2 separate regions of the Neogale vison genome follow, and region 1 is linked to region 2. A link is a contact called in public Hi-C data. All regions are on one chromosome and are shown on one strand. The core of a region is the stretch at or near the end of the contact, and the rest is flanking DNA. Distances in the headings are between cores, read along the strand shown. Region 1 has its middle 11 kb from the start of PTP4A2. Region 2 holds the start of LOC122899093 (SPOC domain-containing protein 1-like).

Evidence for each region. Hi-C and Micro-C count contacts between places; a contact is called where the count stands out from the background.
Region 1: a Hi-C map of tongue shows a contact between it and region 2, with 4 times the contacts expected there. The contact joins the enhancer-like site here to the promoter of LOC122899093 in region 2. A contact is called at or near these places in 2 of 3 Hi-C or Micro-C datasets (muscle and tongue).

The regions. Positions count from the first base shown.
Region 1 is chr2:24,051,892-24,058,780 of ASM_NN_V1, forward strand. No RefSeq gene overlaps it. Among named protein-coding and RNA genes, the nearest start is that of PTP4A2, 11 kb to the left of the region's middle. Within about 2 kb of position 4,235, the one cell type or tissue checked has open chromatin away from gene starts, as enhancers often do.
Region 2 is chr2:23,958,208-23,965,420 of ASM_NN_V1, forward strand. LOC122899093 (SPOC domain-containing protein 1-like) reads right to left here and starts at 1,663. Exons shown (of 8, transcript XM_044236751.1): 1 at 1,625-1,663; 2 at 345-567. The coding sequence starts at 1,658.

The sequences.
Region 1 (6,889 bases), core at 2,985-5,484, 96 kb after region 2:
GAAGTTGATGGACTCATTGAGGATGGATGTGTCAACTGACAATTACAAGCCCTTGAGATACGCACTCCAGTGGTGGTAACCACAGGGGAGATAGGGAAGCACATAGGAGGGACATTAACCAGTCTGAAGAAAGGCAAGGGCTGATGAGAAAGAAGTAACAGCTTCACTTATCCAAAGAAGCAAGGTAGTTAGTCCTTGCCCCTGGCCACCAGGCTAAGGCCAACACACCATCCCCAAAAGAGACTGGTAGGAACCATAAACCAAATCAGTTCTCAAACATCCATCCTCAGACTGGTGCTAGTGCGTGGGGGGAAAGGAGGAAAAGAAAGATCAAGTGGTGAATTTTTATATGCTAAATTTGTTGGATTTATTTATTTATTTTAAGCTTTTATTTTTAAGTCAACTCTACACTCACCGTGGGGCTCAAACTTATAACCCTGAGATCAAGAGTCCCAGGTTCTGGGGCACCTGGGTCACTCAGCGGGTTAAAGCCTCTGTTTTTCTGCTCAGGTCATGATCACAGGGTCCTGGAATTGAGCCCCACATCGGGCTCTCTGCCCAGCAGGGAGCCTGCTTCTCCCCCTCTCTCTGCCTGCCTCTCTGCCTACTTGTGATCTCTGTCTGTCAAATAAATAAATAAAATCTTAAAAAAAGAAAGAAAGAAAGAAAAGAGACAGCCTTTCATTCTGAGAGTATAACTTTCTTTCTTTCTTTCTTTTTTTTGGTATTAAACTGTCCTTCCCTTTCTGAAGCAGAGGTTGTAGTACATGATAGTTGTTTTTCTTCAATGTTCCTGTCTAGCCAAAGTAAAAGCTGTCAGTCACAGCTCAAATACCCTTCTCATTTTTCAAACTTTTGCCCATTGATGACATCTAAAATTCTGGGGCCCTCTGAGCCAAGGGACTTCTTTTATCATTATTATTGAGGTATAATTAACATACAGTGTTATAGCTGAGCCAAGTGACTTCTAAGGCTCTTTCCATCCCTGTGGTTATAAGATTCTCTGCTCAACAGTGATTAAGTTCCGAAGTTAAATTAATTTTGAAATCTGTGAACCAAATCTTTTTCAACAGACCCAAGGTAAAAACAAATACGTAAATACCTGAATAAATAAAAGAAAGAAAATGATTTGGTACCCCCTTGAACATTTTCATTTTTTGGTTCCCAAACCATATAAGAGTGCCTCAAGTTTTCAACTAGACTTGCTCTCCTGCTCCCATGAAATGCAACGCTGAAGGAGAGAAGCCACAGAAATAACAAAGAGAAGTGATATGGGAAAAATCAATTTGATGCCGTTTTCACAAACCTTTAAAATAGAGCAATTTAGGTGATGATGGGGTTTCATGACCAGTGGCGACAGAGCTTCTGATGGGAATGCGGGTGTTTTCCTGGCATTTCTCCGAGTGGGTTGGAAGAGGAGGAGAATGGGTTTTTTTCCTCTCCTTCCACTTATAAGAAAATGGAAGTAATGAAAAGCAAAACTCTCCTGTAATGCCCCCATTAAGAGGCACAAAGGAAATGCAGCTCCCCTGCAGCCAGAAAATGCAAACCCTCAGACAGGCGCTGGGCAGGCCCTCCCCGATGATGCTGCGGGCACCAACTAAGTATTCACCGCCACACCTGGCCCTGCTGTTGTCATGGCGACTCCTCACCTTTTGCATTCCTTGACTTGGGGGTTGAGAGTGGTTCAGGGCGTACTTGAGCTTTCATGTTCCTCCTTGGCTTCTGGAAAAGGAAAGGGGAAGCAAGGGAAGGTTATTCTGAGTTAGCTTGGCCTGCCTTGGCTCTTTGCCCTTGAGCTGGTGTGACTAAGGCCTCACTAAGTGAGAGAGGTCTGCAGCAAGGGCAAGCAGTAGAAATGGCTCTGGCAGAGCCCAAAAGACCTAGGTTCAAGTCCCATCTCCTTGACAATCTGCTCGTTCATCCAAACGAGCCCTTGTCTGTGCCAGCACTAGCTGGTACAGAGAGTTGCCTGGGCAGCCAGAGTTGGCCTTCAGAAAGGCAACAGTCCAGAGGGACAGCTGGGTCAGCAGAGCCAGGATAAGTGACTTCACAGAAGCAGGTGCCCGCTCTAGCACTGCCCAGAGAAATGACCTTACGGGGAGGGGAAAAACGATATGAAACCCACACGGCATTGAGAAGCCCTCTTAGGAACGCTCCAGCAAGGACTGCTTCCCCTTGAGCATGAAGCCATCAAATTAAAGGGGACAAGAACTGAGACTTCCACTATGACCCCAGGCAAATTAATTCACTCTCCTGAGCCTCACTTTCCCCACTTGTAAACCAAAGCTAACGATGACTACCTGACTCTGTTGAGAAAGTTACATTCCTTGGGGCTCCTGAGTGGCTCAGTTTTTGCCTTTGGCTCAGGTCATGATCCCAGGGTCCTGGGATGGAGCCCTGCCTCAGGATCCCTGCTCAGTGAGAAGCCTGCTTCTTCCTCTCCCACTCCCCCTGCTTGTGTTCCCTCTCTCTGTAGCAAAATAAATAAGCAAAATCTTAAAAAAAAAAAAAAGAAAGAAAGAAAGAAAAGAAAAGAAAAAGAAAAGCTACATTCATTAATATATAATGACAAAGCAAAAAAAAAAAAAAGAAAAAACAATATATATGTATAACAATGAAGCAAAGAGCAGATAGACCCAGATTCAAACTTCAGCTCTCCAATGCTCAACTGAGTGACTTGGATAATTCTGAACTTCCGCCCTTCTGAGCGTTTCCTCACCTGTACAAACGTAACCATAAGCATTCTAATTCATAAGAGTATTGCTAGAATTGCAAGAGATAACTCATGTAAACCACATAACATCCGTGTATAGCAAAATGCTGCTTACTTCTCGTTACAGAAGTAGAGCTTCCCATCCGGGGCTGATATGCCCTAAGTCAGATATCATTGCTATTGTTACAAGGCACCTGCTCTGCGTTCTGTAAACATTACTTTCCCAGCCTTTTTGGAGCCTTTCCTCCAGCCGCTCCACCTTTGTGCCTTCTCCAGCTTTCAAAAGTGTTGGCTATATCTCTCGCAGGCCAAAGAGGAGGCAGCTTGAGGTCTGCATCTCTCTCTCCCCAGCATTCCCTTTATCACCTTGGCCTTAGCCTCTCTCCCAGGCTGAATGAAGGGGAGAAGGCCTGAGCCTGCCCCTGAGGGGCTCCCCTGAGAGTGAGGTGGGGAGAGGCAGTGAGTGCGTCAGCCCTGATGAAATCATGGGCTCATTGCTTGGCCCACTTCCTTCTCTTTGGGTGTTTACGGGAGCCTGGATTCCACAGGAACCCAGGAAGTGTGTATGCACAGTAGAGGCGAGCAGCAGAGGAAATTGAAATTGTGTGACAGAGCCCTACTGTGTGCCCACCTGGGCCTCAGAGCCCTGGCTCAGGGACACAGGAAAGAGATACCGGGTGTGAGTCCTAAGGGCGGGGCAGGGAAGGCAGGCTCCAGGAGGGAGGAAATAATCCCGGGATGGGATGGCTGATGCCAGGGCCAGCTTCCAGATCCAGTCCTGATGAATAGGCCCTTTATCCTTGAATTTAGAAGCTGAGGGGGAGGGAGCCACGAAAGGGGGTCTCAGGTGACATGAAGCCCTGAGCAAGTTCAGAGGATCCTGTCTCTTCCTTCCCAATAGAAATCCTAGCAGGAAAGAAGCTTGCTTTCCAATCATTTGTGTAGGATGTTCCTTTGGGGGCCCCCCTCACCAATCCCTCAGCCTGCTGGGTCACCTAGAGACATCCAAAGAAGCGCAGGGTTGCACAGTGGTAAAGAACATGACTTTTGGCAGTCAATTCTCAGCTGTTCCAGCTACTGGCCAGATGCCCCAGGCAAGCCACTTCCCCTCTACCTCTCAACTTTCTCTTGTCAAATGGGATCAGAAGAGTGGTCGACTTCAGAGATCAAGACTGCAGGCCCACAGAACAGTAGAGGGCAATGGTAGAAGTGTTCAGTGACTGTTAGATATTGTTATTTCCATTCAGACCTTGGAGGGACGCAGAGACAAAAAGCATCCCGGCATTAGCTTTTTGTGCCCAGATCCAAGCCCTAGAATTCTCTAGTGCTTAGAGAGCCTTTCCCCCACACCCGAAACTGGGGCCTAATTGTCCTTTCAATATCTAATGACTGTTTCCCGGTTGGTTATCAGAAGTATCTGACCTCCCCTCCCCCAGAGCTCTGAAACTGAGTAGCAAAACTTGCTCGAGCTCCTGAGTCATTCAGCAAAACCAGCCCAAGGTAATCGGTGGATCAAGGAAACAAGATGCAGAGTGGGGAAAACCCAGCCACAAAGTCTGGGCCTCCTCCTAGGGCAATTCCCTCTGTTGGCCCCTAGGATGAGCTTTCGTGCCCTACCACCCCCAGCAGGTTCCACAAACAACAAGGTACCTGACACCTGAAAACTTCCCAGGCCCTGTAGCGCTGGATCAAGACATTGATCAGACTGGGTTCTCCTGCCCATAGTCAGGCCTTCCCACTGAATCTTGTTTGACACAAGATCTTAGACAAACTCTCTCCTCTATCCCTTCATACTGCCAGTCCCAGGGAGAGTCGACGCCCTGTCCTCCTGTCCTCCCCACCCACTCATCTCTCAGCCCCTGTGACTTAACCCAGCCAATCCACTTCCTTCACACTCATCGGTGATCTCTTAATTGACAAAAACTATCTCCAGGACTTTCCTTCCTGCCCTCTCTAAACACCCTGCACGGTTGACCACTCTACTCTAAAGTCTCCTTCCTGGGTTTCTCTGAGGCTACAGCTGCCTGGTTCTTCTCCCTGCACTGCAACCAGCACTTTCTGGGTTGTTTTGTTGGCTGCTCTCCATGCTTTAAACGCTGCTCCCTGGTTCTGCTCTTAGCCCTCTCCCCTCCTAGTCTGCATTCCCCTACCAGAGTTAACCTGTGCCCAAGTCTGTAACTTTCACTCTTTGCTGGTGACTTCCCGGTATCTCCAGCTCAGATCTTCCCCCAAATGTCACCTGCCTACCGGGCAGATCTATTTGCATGACCCCAGGCACCACAAACCCCACAGGCCCCACAGTGAACTCTTTATCTTCCTGCCCCAAACCTGTTCCTCCTCCTGTGTTCTCCTGATGAATGAGCTCCCTTGAAGAACGAAACCACCTCTTCACCCTGTTACCCAGGCCAGAGGCTCAAACGTCACCCCAGCCTCCTCCCTGCCCTGCCCACAAATCACCACGCTCTTAACATCTTCTCATTCTTCCCTACTCCTTTCCATCCCCTGGGTTAATGCTTCAGTTCAGGCCTTCATCATGACCTGAAGCCTAAACTACTATAGGTCTTATAAGTGGGCTCTAGACCTTAATTGCTCCCCCCTTCGTACTAGACTCATCATGGAGTGTCTGCCCAGCTAGAGTGTTTTTCCTGAGGACCCACTGTTGCCCACGGACCGTGCTGAAGAGGTCCTCTGGACCCGCACATTGACCTCACTGAAGCCTACCCTGCTATCACCAGTGTTTTGAACCACAGGTGTGTATCTGACCCAAGTTGAGCTGAATTCTATCTCCTGGGACTATGGTCTGGGATATAGCGACTCTAATCCAGATACCCCCAAGGGTTACATCAGTAATAAAACCAGTGCAACAACCCAAGGCAAGACAATGAGGAATGGGCAATTGTGGCAAATGGAGAGTATGTGCCTCATCTAAAGGTAGCAGCTGCTACTCCGAGCTAGCAGATGGTTGCCATGGGAATATAAGCCCGGACTTGTCAGATACTCTGATTTTCCAGGTTGTTGTTTTTTTCTGTGAAATTTACCAATTTTTGAATTTTGGGCACTAAGTCACTCTTTTAAATGCCACTGGCTAACCATATCTCGTGCATGATATTCGGCCTACACGGCTGGTCTGTAATCAGCACCAGGGAGTCAGGATTAGGCACTGAACCCCAAGCTGGGGACAGCAACTTTCTGCTACGTGCATGGAGAAGCAGAGACAGCCCTCTGCATAGAGGGAACAAAGCCTGTTCCTACTGGCTCCTTGCCCCGGGTACACCACATGCGCACATATCCTGGGCAACATCTCCTGCCCTTCTTTCTAGGCCAGGCATGATATAATAAAGTTATGGACTCTGAAGTCAGACAGATCTGGGTTTAAGTGCCAACTCGGCAACTCCTCAGTTGCATGCCCTTGAGCAAGTCACTTCACCTCTCTGAGCCTCGGTTCCTTTCTCTGTGACATGGGCTACATTTTGAATAAGGCTGTTATTGGGATTGAAGGCGATATTACTCAGAAAGTCCTCAGCACAGTGCTTGGCACCTGGTAAGCACTGAATGAACATTAGCCAATATTATTACTGCCATCAGTGGTGGGAGTGTCCTGCCTCAGCCCAGCCCTTGCCGTCAGAACGCTCTCTTGTTTGTGTAACTCCCTGGGCTTTTGTCTTTGGCTCTTACTACACATCACTAATTTGTCTGCCTTGGTATACTGTAAATTCCTAGAGGGGGAAAACACATTTTATCTCTCTTTGTATTGAGAAGAGAAAGGAAGTGTATGTTTTGTACTTGGTAGGTGCTCAAGAAACATTCATTTGTTGGTATTCTACCAGAATTAGGCTCTGTGAAAGCAAGGACCTTGTCTGAGCACATGTAAAACCTTCAATTAGGGGCGCCTGGATGGTTCAGTGGATTAAGCCTCTGACTCCTTTTTTTTTTTTTTTTTTTTTTAAGATTTTTTTTTAATTTATTTGACAGAGAGCACAAGTAGGCAGAGCAACAGGCAGAGAGAGAGGGAAAAGCAGGCTCCCCACTCAGCGGGGAGCCAGATGCAGGGCTCCATCCCAGGACCCTGGGATCATGACCTGAGCGGAAGGCAGCCACTAACCCACTAAGTCACCCAGGCGCCCCAAGCCTCTGACTCTTGATATCGGCTCAGGTCACAATCCTGGGATGGGG
Region 2 (7,213 bases), core at 413-2,912:
TCTTCTAATCTCTGAGGGGTCCCACTTTTGCCTAAACGGCATGTAATTGTAACAGGTGCTGTTTCTTAAGCAGCTACTATGTGCGTTATTTCATTTCATGCCGGCAGCCACAGGGTAGGAAACTGAGATACAGGGACTTTAGCGACTCACCAAAGGACACGCAGGAGTGGAAGAGGGGTTTCTTTCCACCACCGAAAGCCCAGCTCCTAACCACTGGGCGGGGAGCAGGCAGTGATTGGGGCTAATTCCCCGCACGCCGATCCTGCTCCGATGAATACCCCCGCTAGGTTCCCAGGCCTGATCGGGACAGTCCCCTACAGCCCAAGCCCTCCAGGAGGTCTCACCTGTGTTCCCGAGCTCCCCCTACAGAACCACCCAAGGCTGGGATCACGTGAGGGGGCGGAGTCCGGGGGTGAGGGACAGGGGTGGGGCCTCTGAAGAGGCGCTGTGGACGGCACCCCAGGCGTACTGACGCCCTGGCACCGGCAGAGGGCGCGCTCTTCCTCCCGAGGGCTTCCTGGCGGAGGTGCCAATCCCTTGGGCTTCTAGGCAGGGGTAGGTGGGCTCCTGAAACAGAGGGCAGAAGCGTTAAGGGGTCTTGAATCTGTCTGACAGTATAAACTTGGTCCCAGAGGGCGCCTGGGTGGCTCAGTGGGTTAAGCCGCTGCCTTCGGCTCAGGTCATGATCTCAGGGTCCTAGGATCGAGTCCCACATCGGGCTCTCTGCTCAGCAGGGAGCCTGCTTCCCTCTCTCTCTCTCTCTGCCTGCCTCTCTACCTACTTGTGGTCTCTGTCTGTCAAATAAATTTAAAATCTTTTAAAAAACAAACAAACAAACAAACTTGGCCCCAGAGCCATGGGGTGTCACTAAAAGTGCCTGAACCCCAAGGAGAATCAGAATTACACTTCTGTCTAATTATGTATTATTTTCATCGTCTCAAATATAAAAATATTACTCATATGGAGGAAAATGCATACCCAAGTCCAACTGAAAGGTTAAAGATTTTATTTATTTATTTGACAGAGAGAGATCACATGTAGGCAGAGAGGAGGAAGAAGGCTCCCTGCCAAGCAGAGAACCCGATGTGGGACTTGATCCCAGGACCCTGAGATCATGACCCCAGCCGAAGGCAGAGGCTTAACCCACTGAGCCACCCGGGTGCCCCCAATTGAAAGGTTAGAAATAAGCTCAATCGTCCTCTCACTTCCCGGCTCTTGGGAGCAAACTTTCTTCCTTTCACCAAGTTGTTTTAGTTTTCTATTCATGCCGCTTTCATAACTGTAAGTGATCATATACTCTATCACTAATCAATAATATTAATAATAGTCTTATACTCTATTACTTGACTTATTCGTGGGAATAACCTCTCTGGACTCCCTGCCCTGGTGATTGCATTCACCACCTGTCCTCCTTTCTCTTCCCAGTTTTTCTCTTTCATATTTATATTACTACCGTTTCTATTGATTACTCTTACCCCTCGGAATAATAGTCTTAAAATGTCCACTTCTTCCTTAGATTGCGCGTCTTGACTCTCCTCTGCGTGAAATGAACTGTTTCCCTCCCCTCCCCACCCTCCACCCCCATCCCCACCCCCACCCCGCTGCCCTTTCTCCAGCCTCTCACCTTTTGTCTTTGTCAAGTTCCGTGGCCCGCCCATCCCATCCTGGGAAGATGATTCAGTCTGCCATACTTTGCCTGTGGATTGATTCTTAACATTGAAACCAGATGACATTGATGACATTACAGCTACGTAAATATTTTCACTGCGGAACTAGGAATCTGATAGACATCATGGAGAAGGAAGTGAAATTCGCAGGCAGTAAACCTGCACCACGCGAGGCCAGGAGCCGCTTTGGGGCAGGTGGAATAGCCCACCGCCGTCAGAGGGAAGGAGCTAGTCTGTAGATCAGCGTGGCTGTATCTCAGAGACATAATGTTGGATTTAAAAAGCGAGATAACATCAATGCGCCTGGGTGGTGCGGTCGATGAAGGCTCCATCCAACTCTTGCTTTCCGCTCAGGTCCTGATCTCAGGGTGGAGAGATGCAGCTGGCATCCAGCCCCGCCTTGGACTCCGCACTCAATAGGGAGTCAGCTGGAGAGTCTCTCTCTCCCTCTGTCTCTGCCTGCACATGCTTGCTCCATCTCTCTCTCAAATAAATAAGTAAATAAATCTTTGAAAATCAAGATAATGTTAACAGTAAGGGAAACAGAGGGCCAGGTGTATGAGAAATCTCTGTACTAATCTTTCTTTTTTTTTTTTTCTGTAAATCTAAAACTCATCAAAAATAAGTTTTGCTATTTAAAAAGAGAGAGAGTGTGTGTGTAGGTGTTGTGTGACCCATATGGAAAGCTGTCGGTCTCGATCTGGCTGTCAGGGTCACAAATGAGGTAGGAGTTGAGACTTGATGCCACTGATGACATCCAATACTGCTCGAAAGAAATTATTTTTTTAGGGATGCCTAGGTGGCTCAGTCAGTTAAGCGGCTGCCTTCGCTCAGGTCATGATCCCAGGGTCCTGGGATCAAGTTCCGCATAAGGCCCCTTGCTCATCGGGGAGCCTGCTTCTCCCTCTGCTTCTGCCTGCCACTCTGTCTGCTTGTGCTCTCTCTGACAAACAAGTAAAATCTTAAAAAAAAAAAAAAAAAGATAGAAAGAAAGAAATGATTTTTTTAAATGAAAAGACTTCCCATCTTATGGAATGTTCCAGTCATTGTGGCAAAGACTTGATCAGGTCTCCTGAGACCAGGGAACTGTTATTCTGGTCCATTTCGATAATGGAAGTCTTCCCCCCATTGGCAAAGAAAGGGGGAGTGTTATTAGTACCATGAGAGCAGTGTTATTAGTACCATGTGGCACTGAGGATAGAAAGACAGTGATCACTAATGTATATAATGCTACTTTGAGCCAGAGACTGATCTACGTGCTTTACCTGCATTTACCAATTTTAATTTACCTATTTAATCCTGATTCCAGACTCTCAGCTTTTAAATCATGTTCTTCAAATCAACAGTAACCTATAGTAACTTGGAACTGTAGAAAACAGTGTTGAAGGCAGAAAACAGTCACAAAGCGTTGGGTGTTTACCAGGTCATGGAAGGGCCACAAGAGTGCACTCTAAGCTGGGCTTGGGGACACCGCCACCAGGGCTGTCAAAAGATACAGCCTGGTGGCAGCCAGCCAAGACAGGGACCCAGCACGGCCAGTGCTGCACTGTGCACTGCATTCACAAAACTGGAGGCCAGACACGGACACAGAGAACCCCAGCGGCTCCCGCACTGAGCCTGTAAGCAGAAACCACCCAAGGGAAAGGACATTCATCTGCCTTCCAGATCCCGCACAGGGGCACCCGGGGCCGGAACTGAATCCACATTTGGACCGCTAGCTGTAAGGGACTCTGGGAAATCGTTTTTGGCTTTCCATCTGCCGCAAGATAAGAAGGCACGCTAGCATGTGGGAACAGATGTGGAGTGACTCAGTCTGCGTTATCCTCTATCATATTTTAAATTACTTTTTATCTCCTCAATCTACCCATTTCTAAGAGGTGTGCATTTTTTATATTTTTTTAAAAAGATTTTATATTTATTTATGTATTTATTTGAGTGAGAATGAGAGTGGGGAGAGAGCACAAGCGAGGGGGAGCAGCAGTGGGAAAGGGAGAAGCAGAGTCCCCCTCCCCGCCGACCCCCTCCCCGTCCCCCCCAGATGTAGGGCTCCATCGAGGACCCCTGAGCTAAAGGCGGGTATTTAAATGACTGAGCCACCCAGGCGCTCCAAATGGTGTGTTTTTATTTTATTTAAAGATTTTATTTATTTATTTGAGAGTGAGAGAGAGCAAGAGAGCAGAGACGGTCAGAGGGAGAAGCAGAATCCCCATGGAGCAAGGAATCCCCCTGATGCAGGACTCAATCCTGTGACTCTAGGTTCATGATCTGAGCAGAAGGCAGCCACCTAACCAACTGAGCCACCCAGGTGCCCCAAGAGGTGTGTTTTTAAATCTCATGTTATTATTGTGGACTTGTCAACTTTTCCTTTACTTTGCTGAGTTCCTGCTTTATATATCTCAAACCCCTTTTAAGGTGCATACAAATTCATTTATTTTTACCTCTTTCTGGTAGATTGTATCTTTCATCAATGCCAAATGTTCTTCTTCCCTTCTATCAATGTTCTTTTGCTTTAATTCATTTAATTCATTAGTTCATTCATTTATTATTAATAATAAATTTATTATAGTAATTAATTATTCATTTATTATTTGCCTCGGTTTACTAATACCCTGCTTGCCTGTGGTCAGTGTTGACAGGTATAATTTTTCTGTCTTTTTATTTTCAACTTTCATGTGCAGGTCTGCTTTTCACCACACCTCTTGTACACGACATACAGCTAGACTTTAGAATTCCAATCAGAGCATCTTTGTCTTTCATTGATGTTTAACCTAGTCATATGCTTGGGATACTGATACACTTGGTCTCCTTGCTACCACTGCTCTATATGCTTTCTTGCTACAAATTCTCTGCTTCCTTTGTGTTCCTTCTTGCTTTTTTTCCGACGTATCAAATCACACTCCCTTTCTTTTCCTCAAAAGATTGGAAATTAGATTTTACTTTTTTTTTTTTAATTTTGTTTATTTGTCAGAGATCTAGAGAGCACAAGCAGGGGGGAGCAGCAGGCAGAGGGAGAAGCAGGCTCTCCGCTGAGCAGGGAGCCCAAGGCAGAACTTGATCCCAGGACCCTGGGATCATGACCTGAGCCGAAGGCAGACACTTAGCTGACTGAGCCACCCAGATGTCCCCACATTTTCTTATTTCTAATCTTCAGTAGTTACCTTTAAACTTACAACGTGCGTACTTTAACTGCTCCCTGTTAAGTGTGCGCGGCCTCTATCAGAGCCCTCCCGCGGGACACCCCTGGATGTGCCTGCTCCTTGAAGTCCTGGTTACAGCAGAAGGGACTAGATTTCCTGTGCTCCCAGCTGCTTAGGCAATGGTCGGGTCCTCCAGGGTTCCTCATCCCCATCCTGCCAGCCAGGGATGAACCAGACCTGTGGCTCCTTGCAGATGGGTGTGCTTGTGTTTATGAAAAGCAGACCTTTTCCAACGCTGCCAGGGGCTGCTGGCACCCTGGCCGAGGCTGCCGATGGACGCACATCATATCTCTAGGACTTATCACTGTTGATGTTGACCTTGATCACCTGGTTGGGTCCTGTTTGCCAGGTTTCTCCTCTGAAAAGTTTACTCTGCCCCCCTAGCTGTGCTCTTAGGAAGAAAGTCACTGTGTGCAACTGTGAACCATCTCCTTGACCGTGGCATAGCTACAGAAATTACGTGGAATTCCACATGGGAGATTTGTCTCTTTTCAATCATTTATTTGTATCATTTATCCAATCATTTATTTATATCAGTACAGATTCTTGGATATTTATTTCATACTTTGGACTGGAACCCAACGCCGCCTTATTTATTTTGTTGCTCAAACTGTTCCAGCTTTGGCCACTGTGACTTCTTCTAGTTGGCTCTTGTGTCTCTTTACATTTTGACATATCTCCACTTGGGGGGGGGGATTGGTATATTTCCTACCTCCTGGGAGACTTTTGACCCTAATGATACCAGATGTCAGATGCAGCTGGGACCCAATCCAATCCCTCCTTCACTCACCCTGCCATTATCTAGGGGGCTCTGAACCCCAAGCCCTGGCTGCACCTCTAATCAGGGGAGACCTCAGAGCTGCTAGACACAACGAACTCAAGACCCTGCCCTTTCCTTCCCCCCATAGCCATTGCCCTGAAGAAACAATGCCCTCTCCCCTGGCTGAGTCTGTCTGCAGGTTACAGACCCCTAGAGTGTTTTGTAACCTTAGTAACATAACTGCTGTCCTCAGTGTGAGAATAAACTTATTTAAAAGACAAAACAAAACAAAAAATCTCCACCTTCCTTATCTTCGAAAACTTACCTTATCGTCTCCATTCCTGAGACTTCAGATAAATGTCCTTTCGCTGGAGATACTCCTATCCGGCTGGCAAGGCGCCAAGGTCTCTGGGGCCGTTCTAGGGGCCCTGAGTGGTCTATTTGACCTCATAAAGCCTCTGTTTCCTTGTCTGTAAAAGGGGGACAATGAAAAGCCTTCACAGAGCTGCCACTGGTGGAGCACCTGTTATGTATATTAGGGGATCTTAAGGGATCATTTATGAAAAGCCCCTAATAGGAGGCCGGGTACACAGAAGCTGTTACCACTGTTAGTGGTGGGAATAGCCTCTCATCTCCCAGTCCCCAGCCTCTTCCTTAAACTCCCCCCACCCTGTTCCTCCACCCTCTGAAGCTCAGACACGACACCACCACTCCTCCATCCCCCCAGTCCTTCCAGGATCTAGAAGACCGAAAATCCCCACCTGGGACGGAAGAGCTTTCAGAATCTTGCCTGTTCCCCACCCCTGGCCTCATCTTCCTTCTCTGCCCAAATCTGGCCAGATTATCCATGGCGCCCAGAACAGGCCTCATTTCTTTGCCTTTGCCTGTGCTCTTCCTCCTGCCCACAATGCTCTTCCAGCCAGGACCCCCTCACTCCCTGCTTAGTGCTGCCCTTGTGCCCTGCCCCCACCCCTGCCCCACCAGGCTGCCCCAGGCGCGGGGGTGGGGGGCTGTTTCACTGGACCCAGCGAGTGCAGTAAGGAGGCAAGCACATGGACTCAACAATCCCACAAACTGGGCGTGACCTGCATGCGGATCCCAGCTCTGCAGTTGATCTGCTGTGTGGTCTCAGGCAAGTGCCCTAAAGTCTTTGAGCCTCATTTTCCTTATTTATAACGTGATAATAATAGTAGTTGTTTCACAGGAATGTCATAAAGATTTCAGTGGATAATCCATGTGAAGCACTTTGCATAATGCCCAAGACATAGAAAGCTCTTAGTAAACTGTCCCAGTCTCTCTTCTTATTAATACCAGGCAGCCGGGAGCTGCCTGCTCGGCTGGGCTCCATTTATTGATGGATTCAAGGCTAAAAATAGAGCTGCAGCTTTGGGGAGTTGGTCCTTCCAGAGCTAGGAAGTGATGCCCTTGCTAGTGTCGATGGGGAAGGAGCCTGCGTCTCTCTCCAGGGGCTCTCAGAGGAACACACATCTTGATGCCTTTCTCCAGGGGATTCCAGGGCAGGCATGCTGGAGCCAAACGCACCCAGGCTGAGGACCTCTCCTAGCAGGGGTTTCTGGGGTCCCACCAGC